Regions from separate parts of the Mus musculus genome. Here region 2 is linked to region 1. A link is a contact called in public capture Hi-C data. All regions are on one chromosome and are shown on one strand. Each heading gives the region's core, a stretch centred on a gene start, on an enhancer-like site or on the middle of the called end of the contact. The rest is flanking DNA. Distances are from core to core; before and after follow the strand shown.

Region 1 (6,402 bases), core at 1,685-4,184:
GCCTTCTTGCAATAAGCCAGCATGACCTTGTTCAGACAACAGAGAGAGGACATACAGTAAGGGATACCTGCTGACACAGGCAATTCAATTCTTCAAGCAACTCAGAAGAGTGTTTAGGGTTAAACAGTGGAGCAGGCTGCATAGACTGGGGGCGCACAGAGAGATGGGGTGTGGCCACCATAACAGTTCTGATCCTGGATAGTAGGCTTGTACTGGCTGGTTTTGTGTCAGCTTGACACAAGCTGGAGTAATCACTGAGAAAGGAGCCTCAACTGAGAAAATGCCTCCATGAGATCCAGCTGTAAGGCATTTTCTCAATTAGTGATCAAGGGTGGGAGGGCCCATAATGGGTGGTGCCATCCCTGAGCTGGTAGTCCTCAGTTGTATCAGAAAGCAAGCTGAGCAAGGCAGAGCAAGCAAGCCAGTAAGAAACATTCCTCCTGGGGCTGGAGAGATGGCTCAGTGGTTACAAGCACTGGCTACTCTTCCGAAGGTCCTGAGTTCAAATCCCAGTATCCACATGGTGGCTCACAACTATCTGTAATGAGATCAGATGCCCTCTTCTGGTGTGTCTGAAGACAGTGACAGTGGACTACATATAATAAATAAATCTTGAAAGAAAAAGGAAGGAAGGAAGGAAGGAAGGAACATCCCTCCATGACCTCTGCATCAGCTCCTGCTTCCTGATCTGCTTGAGTTCCAGTCCTGACTTCCTTGGGTGATGAACAGCAATGTGGAAGTGTAAGCTGAATAAACCCTTTCCTCGCCAACTTGGTCATGATGCTTTGTGCAGGGCTTCTTGGTTCTTATTATTTAGCCATTCATAAAAAGAGCACAATACAGGCGCTCGGTCAGTGACGCATGCCAAGCATGAGGGGACAGTCTCATCATCCGTTTAAAGGCCCAGTGCTGACTGCCTGTGACCCAGTGCTGGTGTGTGTGTGTGTATGCTGCTTCTGCTGTGTGTGTATTGCTGGTGTGTATGTGTATTGCTGGTGTATGTGTGTATGCTGCTGCTGTGTGTATTGCTGATGTGTATGTTTGACAGGAAGATGCCTGAATCTATGCTAGCTGCATCTGAAAAAAAAAAAGTGGTTTCAATTGCCCAGTATGCAGAGTGTGACAGATCTTGGAGTCTCCATCAAATTCCTCCCCTCAGGGCTCCGGAAACTGCTGAAGAGGAGGCAGAAAGAGTGTAAAAGCCAGGGGGGATGAATGACACCTAAGACTGTCCTCCAGACACAACAGGACTGACACACACATTTGCTCACAGGCCGTGGCAGCTTTCGTGGGCTTTGCACAGATCCAAGCCCACAGGTCCCAGTGCCGAGATGAGGAAGTAGATTCCAGCTCCTATCCCCAACCAAAGAAAAAAATCTGTTTCTCCAAGGGAGCCTCATTGGGTAAACAAACCCCACTTACAGGTAGGCCCCACACTCAGCAGCAGATGGCTAACAGACATCTCAAAACAGGGATGTTTTGAGATCTCATACTGCTTTGTTTGGGTCCCCTGCCCCCTTACTAGTCTTGTGTGTGTGTGTGTTTCTCATTTGTATGTTTCTCCTACTTTCTGAAAAGTATCCCCCCCCCATTTTATTCATTTTTTTAAATCCTTGTTCGTCTTTTCTATTTGCTTGCTTGTTTTCTTAAGAAAGATATGAAATTGGAAGGGCAGGGGGATGGGAGGATCTGGGAGGAGATGAGGGAGGGGAAACTCATCAGAATAAACTGTATGAAAGTAACTATTTTCATTCAAAACTAAAATTATTTTAAAAATATAAGATTGATGGGATGGATCACTGGGTAAGAGGACTTGCTGCAGAGCCCGACAACGTGAGAGCAACCCCTAGGGCAGAACAGACTCGAAATCTGTCCTTAGCTCCACGCATGCTCTGCCTTCCCAAGGAGAACATAAGGAAAAAAATCCAATTAGGTGGAGAGCAACTGAGGAAACCAACCACTCCGCACCAACCCCCAGCCTCTCCATTGCAGGCACACACACACACACACACACACACACATTCATACCACATATTAAAACCTTGGCATGTGTGCAAACGGGTTGTCAAGCATTCATATGAAAGGTGATTATAACAGCCGAGGAGGTGTAAAAGCTTCACCAACGTCACGGGGGCCTAGGAGCCTGGAGCCCAAGCCTCTAGCCAGACGAAGGTAGGAAGAGTGGCTGAATACCGTATGTGACCCTCTGAGGGGCCAGGGCAGCCCCTGCCATCTGAGTGGGCACTTGGCTTTGTCTGGTGCTCAACAAGAAGAGGGCAGTGTGTCTTCAAACACCTCTGCCCTTGTTCAAGCTGGCATGGCTTCATCAACTTTCTGTGCAGTGCTGGTGGAGCCATGTACCCTGTGACTGAAGGATGCCAAGGTTCTGGGCTGCAGAGATGGCTCAGTGGTTAGGATCACTAGGAGTTCTTCCTGAGGACCTGGGTTCAATTCCCAGCACATGGGGGCTCACAAGCTTGCGACTCCAGTTCCAGTGGGTCTGAGGCTCTCTGACCTCTGCATGCAAAACATGCGCATGGCGCGCTGACATGCATGCAGGCAAAAACACTCACTGAATAAAGCAAAAGGCTAATTTTTTTTTTAAGTCACTAATGACACTGTCCTTCCTGCCCTCACAGGAACAGATAGCACTCCCTGAACACATCTGTCCAGGCCCAGCTCGGGGAGGGAGTTTGGCCCGGGCCCAACAGGCCTAGTGGTAACAAGTAAAGCTCTCCCTGAACGTGAATCCGGACACGAGGCCCACGTGGGCTTTAGTAACCCCGTGGCCTCGATAGGTGCACCCCACTTAGCCGCACACCTCAGCCGGAGCCTAAATTCAACTTTTCCTGAGGGAACTCCAGCCCCAATACAGAGCCCAGAAACAAAGTGAAGGATGGAGTTGTGGGTGGGGCCAAAGGCGTGCGCATCAATAAACTGGTGCGGTGGCGCCATCTGGTGGCCATGTGCTGTCAGTGCCTGAGTAGTTCTGAAGAACTATCTGTCCAGGGCTCAGGAAAATTGCAAAAATTCTCAGCAGGCAGGAGCCTGCACCCTTGAGCACCATGAAACCTGGAAGCCTCTGTGCAGAACCACTGGAGCACATAAAAGTCCTCCAAGTCTAGCCTTCCATATCCTTAAGTTAGGAAGCAGCATAATTAGGCAAACACCACCTGCATGTGGACCCAGAAGACACCGCGCCCTCATGAATACACCTTGAGTTTTATTTAGCTTTTAAAATGTCTTATGTGACCAAGGCATGGCGTGCGTTCTGAGAGTTGGTTCTTGCTTTCCAGCTCGTTCTTCCACTGCTGTAGCAAGCCTTTGAGCTTTGAACTGCTGTCTTCACAGCTACATACACACCATGGTACGCAGCCTTACACATGAGATCCAGGGGTCAACCCTGGGTCATCAGGGGCATCTAGCAAGGCCTTTTATGTGCTGAGTCATCTTCTAGGCCCAATTTCTTTTGTAGCCCAGGCTGCATTTCAAGTTGTTACCTAGCCAAGGCTGACCTTGAACTTCTGACCTTTCTCGAACTTCACTCCACCTGCTGAGTGCTGGGATTGCAGTGTGCACCCCATGCCTGGGGTTACACTCAGGATTAAACTCAGGGCTTTGTGAGTTTCAGCTCCAGAGCATGTCATTTCTGTCACATCAAGGACACAGGAGCCAATCAGGGGACCCAGGTATTTCCCTCAACAGAGGGCAGGGTGGGAAGGCAGCAGCCCAGGCTCCCTGGCTCTCCAAGTCCAAGGAAGGCAGAGAGAGGGGCCTGGGCTGTACACAGCACTGGAAGATTTACTTGGTGGCAGGCACAATGGCTCAGTAGGTAAAGGCGCTTGTCACTGAGCCAGGCAACCAGCCAAGACCCACATGGCTGAGGAGAGAACCGAGTAGCAAAAGCTGTCTCCTGATCTCGTGTGCACTGTGGTGTGTGCAAGCACATACATGTAATATTAAAGAATTCTCTTTTGGTTTTTTGAGACAGGGTTTCTCTGTGTAGTCCTGGCTGTCCTGGAACTCACTCTGTAGACCAGGCTGGCCTTGAACTCAGAAATCCACCTGCCTCTACCTCCTGAGTGCTGAGATGAAAGGCATGTGCCACCACTGCTCAGCATAAATAATTCTTTAGTTTATTTTTCCTGCACTGCTCCCTGCCCCCAAATCCAGAAATGAGTAACAGCAGCAAGCAGACCAGGCCATTTCTGCTCGGCCTAGGAAGTAACACTCAGTCACCTACCGGCTGCTCAAGGCTGACTGGCCAGCCACAGAGACAAGGTGAGATGACTCATCCCCAGGGGCTGGTGATCCCATCCTGACAGTCATGTCCACCATGCCTCACGAGTCACCCACGCCTGCAGCTCAGCTCCAATACTGCTGACTGCCCAGGCTCTCACGCTGTAGCTACTGTTCAGGTGGTGACTGTCCCTTCAACCTGGCAGGAGGCCAGCCTCCTTCTCCACCAGCCGGCTGACCGTGCGCAGAGCCAGAGGCAGGGCCACGTTGGTGTCCCGGTGGTAGCGGGGCTGGCACACGCCTGCAGGAGGTGTGAACACAAACTGGGCCACACTGGGCATCTTTAGTAAGGTTAGCAGCTCTGAGGCCCGGGTCCGGATGGATTCCGCACCCTCTTCACTGTGCACAGAGCTGGTGGCTGGGTTCTGGGCCAGGGTTCGCATTTTTGACAGGAACAGTGACACCCTGGGAAAGAGAGGGTCTCAGGTCCTTAGCTGCCAAGAATCAATTCCCCAAGGCACCTAAATGGTTGCCCTCTATGGGTTTCTCTGTGCTTCCTAGCTGGGTACCTTGGGATCAGGTCTTGGCTCCGGGAGGCTAGTTTGGTCAGTGTGGTCATGAGTGCAGTGACCACCTCTGGAGGACAGCAGGGCAAGTCGGCTAAGGGGCGGGACTGGGTGACTTCAAACAGCAGGGCTTCCAGGGCTTCAAAGAACTTGTTGATCTGTTCCGCTGTGCACCTCTTGTCCCAAGTCACCGACAGGTACTCACCAATGGCCCACACCTAGGCCCAGAGCAGGGGTCAGCACGCATGGGGCTTGCTATTTGACGGGGGAAGGTGGCTGTGCACTTACCACACAAGTGAACACGCTGGCTCGGCTGTGGATGCTGCTCACGCTCCCCACGAACTCCAGGAGCTCTCGTGAAAGCTCCACCACCAGCGATGGCTTCAGCTTACACAGCACCAGGAGCTGGGAGCTCAGCACCCTGTGAGGAGAGCGGGAACGCTGGGCTGTGTACTCAGGGCAGGCCCAACCCCAGTCCACCCAATGGGAGCAGGGGAGCCAGAGCAGATGGCTGAGGTCAGAAAGGGAAAACTTGCCACCCATTAAGGAGCCTTTGACTCCAATGGGGACATGAATGCCTGAAATCCAGGCTAGTTGAGAGAATGAGGTAGGAGGAAGGCTGTGAGTTCTAGGATAGCCTGGGGTGGAGTGAGACCTACCACAAAACTGAGGAGTAGATGGCCTGCCAGGAAGGGGCTGGGGTGTGGCTCAGTGGTAGAGCCCCTGCCTAACATCCAGGTGGCCCTAGGTTTAATCCCCAGGATGGGTGTGTTTGTGTGTGAATAAACCCTCTAAAGCAGTGGCTCTCAACCTGTGGGTCACATATAAGATACCCTGCATATCAGATATTTATGCTATGATTCATAACAGCAGCAACATACAGCCATGAAGTAGCGGTGAAACAATGTTATGTATTACAGGGTCATAGCATTGGGAAGGCTGAGAACCACCTCAGTGGACAGGACCACGTGCAAGAGAGACATGAGCCAGCCCGAGAGGACACAAAGTATCGAGGAGGAGGAGGAAGAGGAGGCCACTAGGATGTGCTGATGGGAGGAGGAAGTGCAGGCTGCAGGGGAAGTGCAGGATGGAGGAGGAAATGCAGGCTGAAGAGGAACTGGCAGGATGGAGGAGGAGATGCAGGCTGCAGGGAGAACTGGCAGGATGGAGGAGGAGAGATGCAGGCTGCAGGCGGAACTGGCAGGATGGAGGGCCAGTGCTCAGGCCCCTAGCATGTGGGCAGGACAGGGGAGGCACAGGAAGTGGTCTGTGTGTGTCATGGGCACTGCGACCTTGCCAGGGCCGGGAGCCTACCCGTGCACACGGGCCTCATACTGAGGGACCGGGTAGAGGGAGTCACTTCTCTCCAGGAGCAGCAGTGCCAGCTGGTTGATTAGGGCCCCATCGGCAGTCTGGGATCAAGAACAGAAACAGGCTGTCTTGAGCAGTGGGCGCCTTTGCCTTCCGCCCTCTGGGAGGAGCGAAGCCTTGGGGGTGAAGCTCCCCATCCCTGGCCTGCCTCCCCCAGCACCCTGGGCTGGGAGGACTCAGAGGCCCCAGCCTCCCTGGCCCATGCAGCTGCCCGTGAGAAGCCCCA
Region 2 (6,402 bases), core at 2,770-5,269, 190 kb before region 1:
CACATCCCAGGATGGCAGTCTTGGGACCAGACAGAGATCTCCTGACTGGAACTCTGGCTCTTTTTCAGTGTCCTCCATTTTCCTGGGCAATGGGTACTTAGACCTACTCTTGCCAGACACTATATCTGGGTTACCACAGAGTGACTGTCTTTGTCTCCTCATCTGGGATGGGCCCCAGGATTCTTTTACCTCTGTCTCCAGTTGGGGATCAAGTGCTGAGTCTGTGGGGGCTTCATACCACACAGAGCACTGGTATCTAGTTTCCCCCACCTCTCCCTGAGGACAAAGTACCCCAGAGACAAGCCTTTGATGAGCACATGAGCGAGTGCCGTACTAAAGACACATTCTCACTGTGTCAGAAGCAGAAATCGTGGTCTTTGAGGGCCGTGGTGCCCCCTGATATTTATACATCATATACATACCAAATAAATATTTTAAAAATGGATTGTGTATTTGTGTCATGTTTGCATTTGGGATTTTGAGACCAGTTCGCACTGAGGCTCCTGGAGTCTAACTGGTCAGCTTCAAGGACGCCCCACCCCACCCTGCTGGAGGACCCCTAATGAGCAATTCAGGTCCCACAGACACAGGCAGTCGTGAGACCTGTGCCATCTAGTGGCTGAGAGAAGAGCAAGGCCAATCCATTGTCCTCCAGAGGCCAGTCCTGACTCGGGGCCCTAGGGTTTACAGGCTGCCTCTTGCAGTGTCCCCAGTGACTACAGATGACCCCCTGGCTCCAGGAGTCAGCCACAATCAACAGGGAGGGCTGCCTTCGCAGAGCCCCAAGGCTGGGTTGTGATGAGCACATGTGCCCTGGCCTGGAGCATCTGTTTCCAGACGTTAGCATGTTTTAACTGATCAAAATGTTACACCCTTTGTGTGTGCATGCTGAAGTCATGCACACATTCTTCTCATGTGGCTCCTGGGGTTAAGTGCCTTGACCTACTGAGACATCTTACCTGTCTTAATGACTTTTGTTTTTAAACGTTTTATTAATTTATTTGTGTGTGTGTTTCACCTGTCTGTCTGTGCACTACTTGCATATGGTGTCCAAGGAAGCCAGAGGAGGGCATCTGGAACTGAACTTAGGCCGTTTTTGCCACCATGCAGGGTGCTGGGAGCATAACCCTGATCCTCTGCAGACCAACGGATGCTGTAACCCACCAAGCTGCCTCATCAGCTCCTGTAATTAGGTTTTTTTTTTTAAATTTATTATTTGTATTTTTGTCTATGGGGTATATTTACACACGATTAACAACCTGACTGTCACTTTTTCCTGTAGGGGAGGCCATGTGATGAAGATTGATGAGCTCTGGGACACAGGTGGACTGTAAGACCTTGCTGGAGCAGCTGGGAGGCCACACTCATGGGACATGGGCACTCTAGTGCAAGGGCAAGGTTGACTGGAGATTCTGCAGGTTCTTGGAGCTATTGCAGGCTCTTCCTGGATAGAGAAATCAGGGAGGCTTCTGGGGCCTTCTTTTGATGGTAGTAAGACTTGAACCCAGGGCCTCACACCTAGGCATGAGCTCTACCAGAGGTATGTCCCAGCCTTTCCATGTTTTCAACATTCCTTCAAAGTGTGTGCATGTGGGTTATATATGGTCTGTGTGGGTGAGTGCAGGTGGCTTTGGGGTTCAGAAGAGGACACTGGATCCTGGAGCTGGAGTTACAGGTGGTTGAGAACTACCTGACATGCTGGGAACCAAACTCTGGTCTCCTACAAGAGCAGCAACCATTCTTAAGCACGGAGCCAGCTCTGTAGCCTTGTCCGATCATTCTGTGAGACAGGTTCATTATGTTACTCTGGAAGGCTTTGAACTTCCGATGCTCCTGCCTCAGACTCCCAAGTACCTGGAATTACAGGTGTAGTGTGTGGACCATGGAACACCTGAGGACAACTTGCAGTAGTCACTTGTCCTTGCCTTGTAGGGATCAAATTCAAGTTGCCAGTCCTGCACATTAATGCATCTACTTGCTGAGCCATCCCAGTGACTTTTTTTTTTTCCAAGACAGGGTTTCTCTGTATAGCCCTGACTGTCCTGGAACTCATTTTGTAGACCAGGCTGGCCTCGGACTCAGAAATTTGACTGCCTCTGCCTCCCGAGTGCTGAGATTAAAGGCGTGTGCCACCATGCCCAGCTCATCCCAGTGACTCTTGAAGACAGGGCCGTGAGCACATGCCATAGCCCACGCTGGCCTTCAAGTGTACGGGTGTTGTTTTCCATCTATCTATGCCTGTGCACATGTGTGCTGCCTTCCATGGCCACAAGAGTGTTGGATTTCCAGGAACTGGAGTTGTGGGTGCAGTAAGTGCTCATGACTGCTGAGCCATCTCTCTAAACCGATTATTAGTTTTAACTGTGTGTGTGTGGCGGTGTGTGAGTTTGGGGGAGCCTCTGGGCCTGGAATTACATCACAGGTGGCTGCGAGCTGATGTGGGTTCTGGGGAAAACTCAGGTCGTCTGCGGGAGCAGCAAGCACTCTTAACCAGAGGCCATTTCTAAGTCATTTTAAAAAATAGGTGTTAATGCCTATATAAATGTATAGGAGCCAGGCGGTGGTGGCGCACACCTTTAATCGCAGCACTTGGGAGGCAGAGGCAGGTGGATTTCTGAGTTCGAGGCCAGCCTGGTCTACAGCGTGAGTTCCAGGACAGCCAGGGCTACACAGAGAAACCCTGTTTTGAAAAACTAGAAAAAAAAATTATAGGAACTACCTAAGTGGCTGGTACCAAAAAGAGGACTTCAGATCCCCTGAATTGTAGACAGTTTGTGTGCTACCATGTGGTGCTGGGAACTAAAACTGGGTCCTCTGGAAGGGCCAACAATGCTTTTAACCCCCACGCTCTCTTCAGCCCACTGAGATAGGGTCCCCTCCACCCCCTGCTCCCCACCCTGAGACAGTTTCTCTATGTAGCCCTGGCTATCCTAGAACTTTAGACCAGGCTGGGTCCATCTGCTTCTGTCACCCAAGTGCTGAGGTTAAAGGTGTGCACCTCGGCTGCCTGGTGACACAGGGTATTGATGCAGCTCAGATTCTGTGTAGCTGAGGATGTCCTTAAATTTCTGATCCTTCTGACTCCTCCCTAATATTGGGATAACAGGCATGTACCATATTACCCAGCTCTGATATGGAGACTTGTAATCACTGTGGCTTGGGGAGGGGTGGGGGGGAGACAGAGCCACAGACAGAAAACAGGCACTCACAAACACACGTACCTGAAATACCTTTACCTTAGAAGGAAAGGTAGAAATGAATGCTTTTCAGATGCATCCCAGTATAGAATTAGACAGGCGGAGGGGATCAGGACAGTCCCCTTGAATCAGCTTGAAAAAGGTTTAATTTTTCAAAATAAAATGCTATTCCTTGTCAGACGCCAAAGAAGAGTTGATCTTGCCTCCAAATCCAGAGTTGTTCCTTTTCTTTCCCTTGGGTTTCCCAAACCCCACAGAGTACAAATATAGTCTAAGACAGGTCAAAGATTACAGTAGGGCAAGAACTCAATCAATAAAGCCCTTGTGCTCAGCAGGCAGTTGTTAGTATGCATTTCCAACAGGCTTCATCCCCCGGGGAGACACTTCTCGCACAGTGTGAGGAGGGCACTTGGTCCAGCTCTCCTCACACCTGGGACACCAGATGTTCCGAACAAGTGATCTGGTCATTGCTAGCATGCAGAGGGCAGGAGCTACAACGACTGGGGGCACGGGGCCATTGGAGCATGCATCTTTATGATGTCTTGATAAAAGCTCGGATGTGCTGGCTTGGGCCTGTAGTTCCAGGACAAGGCAGGCAGAGGCACACCATCTTAAATCTGACTGCAGCCTGGGCTAAGTTGTAAGATCATTTCAAAAATAAAACAAAAAGAACCACGGAGAGTGGAGCTGAGCAAGGCACACAGTCCTCGTCATAGCTGAGCTGTGACCAAAATACTCTGGTCTTTTCCAAGTAACACACCTGCTGTCGAGCCTCGTCTCCAAGTCAAACTGTGAGAGCCAAGTTACCAAGCCGATTTGGCAGGAGCTGCAGCCTTGAAGCTCCCAGAATCCACAAGAGGGCAGGGTTGGGATGTTCCAGGTGGGCTAGGCAGGACATTGCTGAAACTTGTGGTCTCAACCCTGCAGTCACGGCCCAGGCGAGACAGGCTCCCTCCACACACCCTCCACTGCAAGACCATCTTCCACCTAGCTTTGTAGGCAGAGAGCAGAGCTGAACAAAAACCATGCACTTGACTCTGGGAGCTTTCAGTTTTAGTGTTTATTGGAGTCCACTGCTGGCCAGCCCCAGCACTGGGTACCCACAGGACATGCCCCCACACACCTCACAACAGCCCTGTGAGGTAGGGTTCTCGTACAGTCCAACCTCAGACCCCTGAGACCTGCCCCTAGCTCACACTTGTTGGTGTAGGCAGGACAAGGGACTCCAACTCTTGCTTTCATTGTCTGAGAAAATACAAAAGCTTTGGTCCCAATCCATACTAATCTTAAAATTTTGGGGGGTTTTACAACTCCCATTCCCCGTTGTTTTTGTTTTGTTTCTTTCTTTTCTTAAAGTCATCATCCTTTGGTTTTTTGAGACAGGGTCTCACTCTGTAGGCCAGGTTTGCCCAGGAGTATATAGTCTAGACTGGCCTCAAATTTACAGCCATGCTCCTGCCTCACTCTCTTGACTGCTGGGATTACAGGTGTGTGCCACACCGGATTCCAAAATGTTCTTACCTTTGAACCTGAGCCCTGCTGAGGCTTGGCTCTACCGTGTGCATCCCAACAGTGAGTGCTGACCTCAGCCAGCCACTCTCTCCTCCCTCACCTGAGGCCTGCGAGTGCTGTACAGATTGCCTGAGGTCACAGCCTAATCCTTTGCTTTTCTGACCTCTGTGGGATGCACGGGCACATCTGTCCCAAGAGAGGAAGGCTCACCAAATTTGCACAGCCTGGCAAGACCACTGATGGAAGGCACAGCCCCAGACCCCAGGAGCGGCCTTTTTCTAACCAAGTTTCCAAGTGAGGAAACCTATGCTTTAGGGAGACGTGAACTCCACTGTCTGTGAGACCCCAGCTCCCTAGAGAGGCCTCAGCAGAGGGAGCTGAGCTCCAAACCCAGAGCACAAAGCCAAGGTCACCAGCACAACAGCCACACTCTTTGGTTCCAGGAAACCCCGGCTCCCAATCAGCCCCGTGTGCTTCCCACAGTCGGTTCCTGTGAAGGCCAGTTTTAGTCTCCCAGTGAAGCAGTCACTGAACTAGGCCACAGGCTGGGGTCCCATGTTATTAGGGTCCAGAAAATTCATAGTTTAAAGTCCAGCACACGCAGCCTAACCCTGCCTCATACTGTTTGGCTCCTCGGATGCTCCAGGGCACAGGTGCCAACAGCAGCCAGAGCTAACAGTGGGCGCCCCTCAAACCCCAATTATGTGATTAGCTATCCTTGAACAGCAGAAACAGGGAACCTCAGCAGATTTAGCTACAGGCACCCTGCAGATATACTCTACCAGACATAACCACACAGGCCTGAAGGCAGCTACCTGTAGTCCCTCTTATCCGGCTGGATTAACCTGGTACCCCAACATTATCCAGATTTCCTACTCCAAAACCCCTGCACCTAAAGCCATAGTCATGCAGAAGCCACAGCCACGCCCTTGGGCTCCACTGTTAGGCTCTGTTCTTTAGAATGCAGATTTGAGGACCTCAACTTTTTATTCTATAGAGCTGAGAATGGAGCCTAGCACAGCAGTACCTGTAATTCCAACTCACAGGAAGTTGAGGCAGGGGGACTACTTTGAGTCTGAGACCAGCCTGGGCTATATAGTGAGTTCCAGGGCCTGGGGTGTAGTGTGAGACCACACCTTCCCCCCAAATAGCAAACAATCAAAAGCAGACAGGCACAGGGCAGCACTGACATCTGACCTCACTTTCCTGCCCTTGTAAGACCAAAAGAAAAGGCACATCACCCCGGGAGGGAATCTCCTGCCGCCTCCCTGGGAGGGGGAGGGGCCCCTCTACTCTCTGCTATGTCTGGGGAGGGAGGAGAGCCTCTGGCAGACACCACTGCTCCAGGTCCGCAGAGGCTGACCCTGACCTAGCATCTTACACCTTTGTGCTTTTTTGGGAATTGGAGTAGCTATAGACTCTCCTTTAAAAACAAAAAAAACAAAAAGCCAAGTCACAGTTATGGATGGGGACAGGAGGAGACAGAGCATTTAACGACACTGACGACATCACCTTTCTTGGTTCCAGGCTGCCCTGGTAGACTGCCAAGTTCACCTGTCAGAAGAGAAGGCACAGAGAGCAGAAACTGCCCCTCTCCCTCTCAAGATGCCCATGGAGACTAAGACCCAGAACAACAGTCCCCCCGTGGAGGAAGCTAGTCCCAGAATGATCCAATCTGGAAAGAGTTTAATAA

The links. Capture Hi-C pulls out chosen DNA fragments and counts their contacts.
Region 2: a contact with region 1 is called in a capture Hi-C map of embryonic stem cells, with 3 times the contacts expected there. The contact joins two enhancer-like sites. A contact is called at or near these places in 4 of 484 Hi-C or Micro-C datasets (the N1E-115 cell line and embryonic stem cells), 4 of 115 datasets of contacts at active chromatin or transcription factors (all in embryonic stem cells) and 2 of 9 other capture datasets (adipose tissue and embryonic stem cells).

What each region holds. Positions count from the first base shown.
Region 1 is chr5:142,475,518-142,481,919 of GRCm38.p6, reverse strand. It overlaps Ap5z1 (adaptor-related protein complex 5, zeta 1 subunit), which reads right to left. Exons shown (of 17, transcript NM_172725.2): 14 at 6,120-6,217; 15 at 5,094-5,226; 16 at 4,809-5,023; 17 at 3,205-4,704. The coding sequence ends at 4,434. Among named protein-coding and RNA genes, the nearest start is that of Ap5z1, 15 kb to the right of the region's middle. Within about 2 kb of position 2,934, at least 51 of the 459 cell types and tissues checked have an H3K27ac peak or open chromatin away from gene starts, as enhancers often do. A contact at or near this core is called in embryonic stem cells, where this site is marked.
Region 2 is chr5:142,667,513-142,673,914 of GRCm38.p6, reverse strand. Wipi2 (WD repeat domain, phosphoinositide interacting 2) reads right to left here. Exons shown (of 12, transcript NM_178398.4): 12 at 4,543-6,402. Gm40352 (a long non-coding RNA gene) reads left to right here. Exons shown (of 3, transcript XR_868664.3): 2 at 1,060-1,185; 3 at 1,283-2,046. Among named protein-coding and RNA genes, the nearest start is that of Gm40352, 22 kb to the left of the region's middle. Within about 2 kb of position 4,019, at least 17 of the 459 cell types and tissues checked have an H3K27ac peak or open chromatin away from gene starts, as enhancers often do. A contact at or near this core is called in embryonic stem cells, where this site is marked.